2 separate regions of the Pan troglodytes genome follow, and region 1 is linked to region 2. The links are chromatin contacts, called in public Hi-C maps. All regions are on one chromosome and are shown on one strand. Each heading gives the region's core, a stretch centred on a gene start, on an enhancer-like site or on the middle of the called end of the contact. The rest is flanking DNA. Distances are from core to core; before and after follow the strand shown. Region 1 holds the start of EBF1 (EBF transcription factor 1). Region 2 has its middle 160 kb from the start of CLINT1.

What was found. A called contact is a pair of places that touch in the nucleus more often than the background predicts.
Region 1: a contact with region 2 is called in a Hi-C map of induced pluripotent stem cells, with 2.3 times the contacts expected there. The contact joins the promoter of EBF1 here to the enhancer-like site in region 2. A contact is called at or near these places in 2 of 7 Hi-C or Micro-C datasets (induced pluripotent stem cells and stem cell-derived neural progenitor cells).

What each region holds. Positions count from the first base shown.
Region 1 is chr4:156,790,293-156,792,992 of NHGRI_mPanTro3-v2.0_pri, reverse strand. It overlaps EBF1 (EBF transcription factor 1), which reads left to right and starts at 1,381. Exons shown (of 17, transcript XM_063811625.1): 1 at 1,381-1,744; 2 at 2,261-2,379. The coding sequence starts at 1,712. It overlaps LOC134810123 (a long non-coding RNA gene), which reads right to left and starts at 1,246. Exons shown (of 2, transcript XR_010157393.1): 1 at 891-1,246.
Region 2 is chr4:155,705,563-155,708,262 of NHGRI_mPanTro3-v2.0_pri, reverse strand. No RefSeq gene overlaps it. Among named protein-coding and RNA genes, the nearest start is that of CLINT1, 160 kb to the right of the region's middle. Within about 2 kb of position 1,337, at least 3 of the 24 cell types and tissues checked have an H3K27ac peak or open chromatin away from gene starts, as enhancers often do. A contact at or near this core is called in induced pluripotent stem cells, where this site is marked.

The DNA.
Region 1 (2,700 bases), core at 132-2,631, 1.1 Mb before region 2:
TCCTTAGCAGATTTGACTGCAGTCAGGGAGTTCCTTTGAGGGCAATGAAACAGAAGTTCACCATGTGCTTATTAGAGGTTACAACCTGCTAAAAAATGATGGGGCACATTACCCAGAAACTTCTAGCTATTTCCTTTGCCAGCCACAAAGATACATGCTGAAAAGCCTGAGGAGGGAGACAATTTCGTCCTTTTTTCTTTCCCTTTTTCCTTCCATCTCTCCCATTTCCATTCGTTCCTTCTCCTTCTCTCCTTTCTCTCTATCTCCTTCCTTCCCATTTTCTCTTCCCCTTCTTCCTTTTTTGTCCTTTCTCCCCACCTTCCTTCTCTTCTCCCCCCACCCTTTTCATATGGCAGAGACAGAGTTAGGAAGGATTTGTTCAAGCCCTCCTTTTTAACAGGAAGAATAAAGGAGGATGAGAAAAACCCTACACCAAATAACCAGCTAATCAAAGACGGTTAACATTGCTGTTGCTTTGGTAGTTACTCTGAAAACAAACGAACCAACTACTTGGGGTGGGGAATGAGGGGTTGGCATTTAATTTGAGAAAATTTAAAAACGCATCCTGACACAGCCCCAGTGAGAGCATTCATTCCACCATTCACATATCTCGAGGACTGCCCGAGAGAGGTGAGCGTGTGAGTGAGAACAGTGCCCAACCCTGGCAGCCTCTAGGCTAGCGGCCGAGAGAGAAGCGTTTCAGAGGCCGGGGTGGGAGTAGAGCCTGGTACCCCACTTCCTGGGGACCCACAGCGCCTCATTTGCCGGGGCCCAGGGTCCATTCATCCCTCCCAGCGTGGAGGCCGTGCCCCTCCGAGAGTTACCAGCCCCGACCTCGCGCACCCATATTCCATCCCACCGCCCCCGCCTCAAAGCGAAGAGGTGGGCACCTGGGACGCGCGTCCTGCTTTTTCTGCCCGGGCTCTCCCGTCTCCTCCACTTTTGTCCCCGACGTCCCAGAACGGCGGAGCAGGACGCGGCATCAGCCCTGGGAGGGCGCAGCCTGCAAGCCTCCAGCGCGCTCAGGGCGCGGCGAGGATGCTAAAGGACTGCAATGGCCAGGATGCAGATCCCCAGCTCAAATTCCTGAGGAAGACACCCGCCTCCCTTTCCCTCTGTCCCCTCTCCGTCCTCGCTGGGACCCGCTCCTCCCCAGCCCAGACGCCAGTGCTCAGCGCTCCTTCGCTCGCCACTTTGCGAGGAACTTTGGCCGGCTCCCCTGCGCCACCGGGAGCGGGATGTTAATGAGAGAGCGTGGCCTGGCGCCGCCAGCGAGCCGGCTCCCGGGCCGCGATTGGCTGCGGTGGGCGGAAAGATGACGTTATGCAAATGAAGGGGCGGGGCCTCGATGCGCGGGCCCCGCCTCCTCCCTTTGGGGTTAGTGTGCCTGTGTTTAGCTCTGGGGAGAGTCAAACTGGATTCCATAGGGAAAGCCTGCAAATCACTTCTATTTTAGCAAGGAGAAAACAGAATCTCCATCCAGCAGGGTCCACCCCTCTCTCTTTCTCCCTCTCCTCTCTCTCTATCTCTCTTTCCCTCCCCCCCTTTCCTCTCTCCCTCTCTCCCCTTCCCCCCACCCTCTCTGGTGTATCTGTCTACGGCAACCAGCGTCCTCCTCATCTACACGCAAAGGAAAGAAACATCTTTGGTTGGGAGAGAAGGAGGAAAAAAAAAAGAGAGAGAGAGGAAAAAACTTGCCTGGTTGTGGAAAATGACACTTGAAGTAGCAAAGCCGGCAGCGCGAGTTGAGTCTATTGTTTCTTAAATTGCCATCAGGGTTTTTTTTTTTTTTTTTTTTTTTCTTCCTGCTTCTTCAAGTGAAGGGTACCTCTACAAAAGGAAACTCCAGCCCCTCCTGTCCTCCACCGGCCTGTGATCATTACAAAAAAAAAAAAAAAAAGCAAAAAAAAAAAAAAAAAGCACCCAAACCAAAAATCAACCAACCAAACAACCCCCAACAGCCAAGCATACATCTCTAATTTTATTATTTTGGTCTTTTCGTTGGATTTTCCCTTTCTTCTTTTTTTCGGGTTATCGCTCAGTTTTGAGCAGAGGTTTACATTTTTTAAAAATTTGCTTTCCAGCCCGCCTTGATCTTCTAAGTGCGAGTTCATCGTCTGAGAAAAAAAAAAATCTCTGGTTGGCGTTTTTGTTTCTTTTCTTTTCTTTCTTTTCTTTCCTTTTTTTTTTTTTTTTTAATTTTTTTCAAGGGGGAGGAGATTTTCCACAAGAAAAGGTTGTTTTCATGTTTGGGATTCAGGAAAGCATCCAACGGAGTGGAAGCAGCATGAAGGAAGAGCCGCTGGGCAGCGGCATGAACGCGGTGCGGACGTGGATGCAGGGCGCCGGGGTGCTGGACGCCAACACGGCGGCGCAGAGGTGGGTACTGCGCGGGGACCGCGGCCGAGGTGAGCCGCGAGCGGGAGAGCCGGGAGGCGGAGGCGGCAGCGGCAGCTGCTGCCGCGGGGCCGGGCGGCGGGGTGAGTCCGCAGCCGCTGCGCTCCGCTCTCCGCCGGGGCTCCGCGCTCCCCAGCCGCTCTGCCTTCGTCGCCTGCGGCCGGAGGACCTGGAGCTGCCTGCGAGGAGCCCACCCTTTGCCAGCACTTTCCCCTGCCTCGTCTGTGACTGTTTTCATTTTGTTTTAACCCAGAAGAGGCGTCTCAACACAGCATGTTGGAGATCTGTGTTTTATGTTTTTAT
Region 2 (2,700 bases), core at 88-2,587:
TGTCTAAGCCTCAGTTTCCTCATCTGTTAAATGGAACCATTACTACTATCTATCTCATAGGCTTGCTGTGAAAATCATTATGGAGTATTTAGGTGCACACACTCTGAAAGTATGCAGCCTGTATCTTAATCTTTATGACATTCTTTAGTACAGTGGAAACCCTGGGCAAATAACTTCTTTGTGCTCAGATTTCTTCATCTCTATAGTGGGGATAATGAGAATATCTATATCATGGGATCATTGTAAGGATTACATTCTTGTATGGTGCCTCACATAACATAATTGGCATCACTACCACTACTACTGTTACCACTACTTATTCTGTTTAGTAAAAGAAGTTTCTAGCCATGTCACGCCAAGGGGAGGGGTTGAAAATGCTCCTTGAACCCCTGAAATAGGCTTCCTTGGGAGAATGATCTCCAGAAAGAGGGTCAAGCATTCTGGGTTTGTGAGTGCAGGAAGCTAAGACTAGTCTTGCACCAGCCTCCTAGGGTTGGCCTGTGCCCTGGGATGTGGCCGTGCACCTGAACTCAAGGAGAGGATCAAATCTGATGTCTTGGCAGCCAGAGCTCTCAGTACGCATGGCCCAGTCTAGCCCACAAGAAGTGGAATGTCCTCCCTGGAGAACCACTGAAGGCTCCTCTCAGATGAACGAGCCTATGGGACCGTGCAGAATTCAGCTTCACCAGCGACACCCTCTGGCAGCAAGAAAGAAACAGCCGAGACAGCATAGGGATTTCTCCCCAGATTCCCCTGGTATCAAAAGAAGACTGGCTGCCCCACCCAGTTCTTTTGAGATTAAGAAAATATCCTGGAATTCATAGACATTTTCAGGACTGGAAGTCTCAAGAGAACTATATTTGGAGTCCCTGTTTGTGAGGAAGAGATTGAGCAATCTGTTGGAAAACTAAATCATCTATCTATCCATCCATGCATCCAATTCCCAAATAATTATTGAGCATTCACTATGTGCCAGGCACTATTTAAAACATTAAGGATACAGCAGCGGACACGGTAGTCAAAGAGATGTGATGATATTTGTACCCTGTGATTGCAGAGCAGTTCATACAAGCCATTTAACATAGAATCATATTGTAATGTCAAATGTGTTTTTTCACTTCTCCCTCATCCACCCATCTCACACAGTGCATCTAGCCCTCACTGAGGTGCAAGGGCATCCATAGACAATGTTAGTTAGGCCAAACACTGGCTTCGTTGGCCTGCCCCAAAGACTGCAATTATCCCTAAGAAGGAGTCACTCTTTTGGGTTCAGATCATGCAACTGCCAGAGTCCTCATTTGAATGCAAATAGCCTTGCAGCAGTGACACATTACATCATTGTCATTCATTATCACCTTTCAAGTGTCACACCAAGGCTGGGGGTGGGGGTGAAGAAATCCTGGAGAGGGAGAGAATCTGAGTGACTTCTTCCAGGAAGAACAAGGCTAGCTGTTGTGGCTCAACAGGGGAACAGGAAGGGGGCTACCGACAGGTTGAAGAAAGGTGAGGTGAACACAAAACCATTTTTCCCTACTTCAGGGGGTGACTGAAGGACTCTAATGAGGGAGAGACCAGAAGGCAACAGGATGATCAGTAACGAAATGAAGGATGCCTGGTATTAGGCTATGCAATTCAGTTTTGTTTCACGTAGACCTGGAGTGCTTAAAAAGGTTCACAGTCCTCTATAGAAATGGACAGGGTATATAACAACATAGAGGAAATCTTTACTTAGTAGGTGAACTCACCCACCCTCAATAAAGTTAACTCGGTGAATAAATCAGAAGCTTCGATGGGGAGGAGATTTCCAAGAGGCACTTGATGATCACTCTAAGACTAATTCCAGGGCTTGGTTTAGCTGAATGGGGTATATAAGTTACAGACACAAGCTGAATAGCCTGGACAGGAGAGTCCTGAGAGGCTGTTTGGATTAAGAGACAGGTGGCTGGCAGAGGACCGAGCTTTATTAGCTTTCTATTGTGTGGTCTATGATGCCAACCATATTCCCTGTTTTCTCTTGAAATCTTCAGTAAAATTCCATTCTTGTTCATGTCCCAAAGACCTTAGGGAACGGTCTAAGCACCAGCCAGCCCCAGGAGGCCTGCCACGTCTGGGTTCCAACTGTAAATATTTAAAGAGCTTGAGCTGTACAGGGTCCAGTGCCAAAGCCTGCTGCTTAATGCAGGGTTGTTGGTCTAGGGATGGGATTTTTTAATGGTGGCAAAAAAGGTCTAGATGCTCAAAATATGTTGTTTTCATGAGGCGACACCAAATCAATGCTTTGTGTTCAAACCCCAAGCCCCTGATTTCCAAAAATGATGATGCCTAATCCTCAAAGCTAGCGGAACATACTAAGTATAGTTTTCCCATCTTCAGGAGAGACATGACTCCGGTTCAGCAAGGATAGAGAACTTTATCAAAGTCACCTCAACCAATGAAGACAAGAATCAGAGTACCTGGCTCTCCACTGAGAGTCAGACACAACCCAAGGGGCTGGGAACCACATTTGAGCATAGAGCTGAGCTTCATGAAGTTGATTTCCTGAAAGAACATTCCATCTACTTCTCCATCAGAAGGCTGTTGAGACATGACTGGGTAGCACTATTGTTTACGTTGTAAAATTCCAGGCCATCAAGCTGAGTCAAGTTTCAAATCCAGCAGTAAAAAGAATAGCAGAGCATTCTCAAAGGAGCTCCAGAAGAC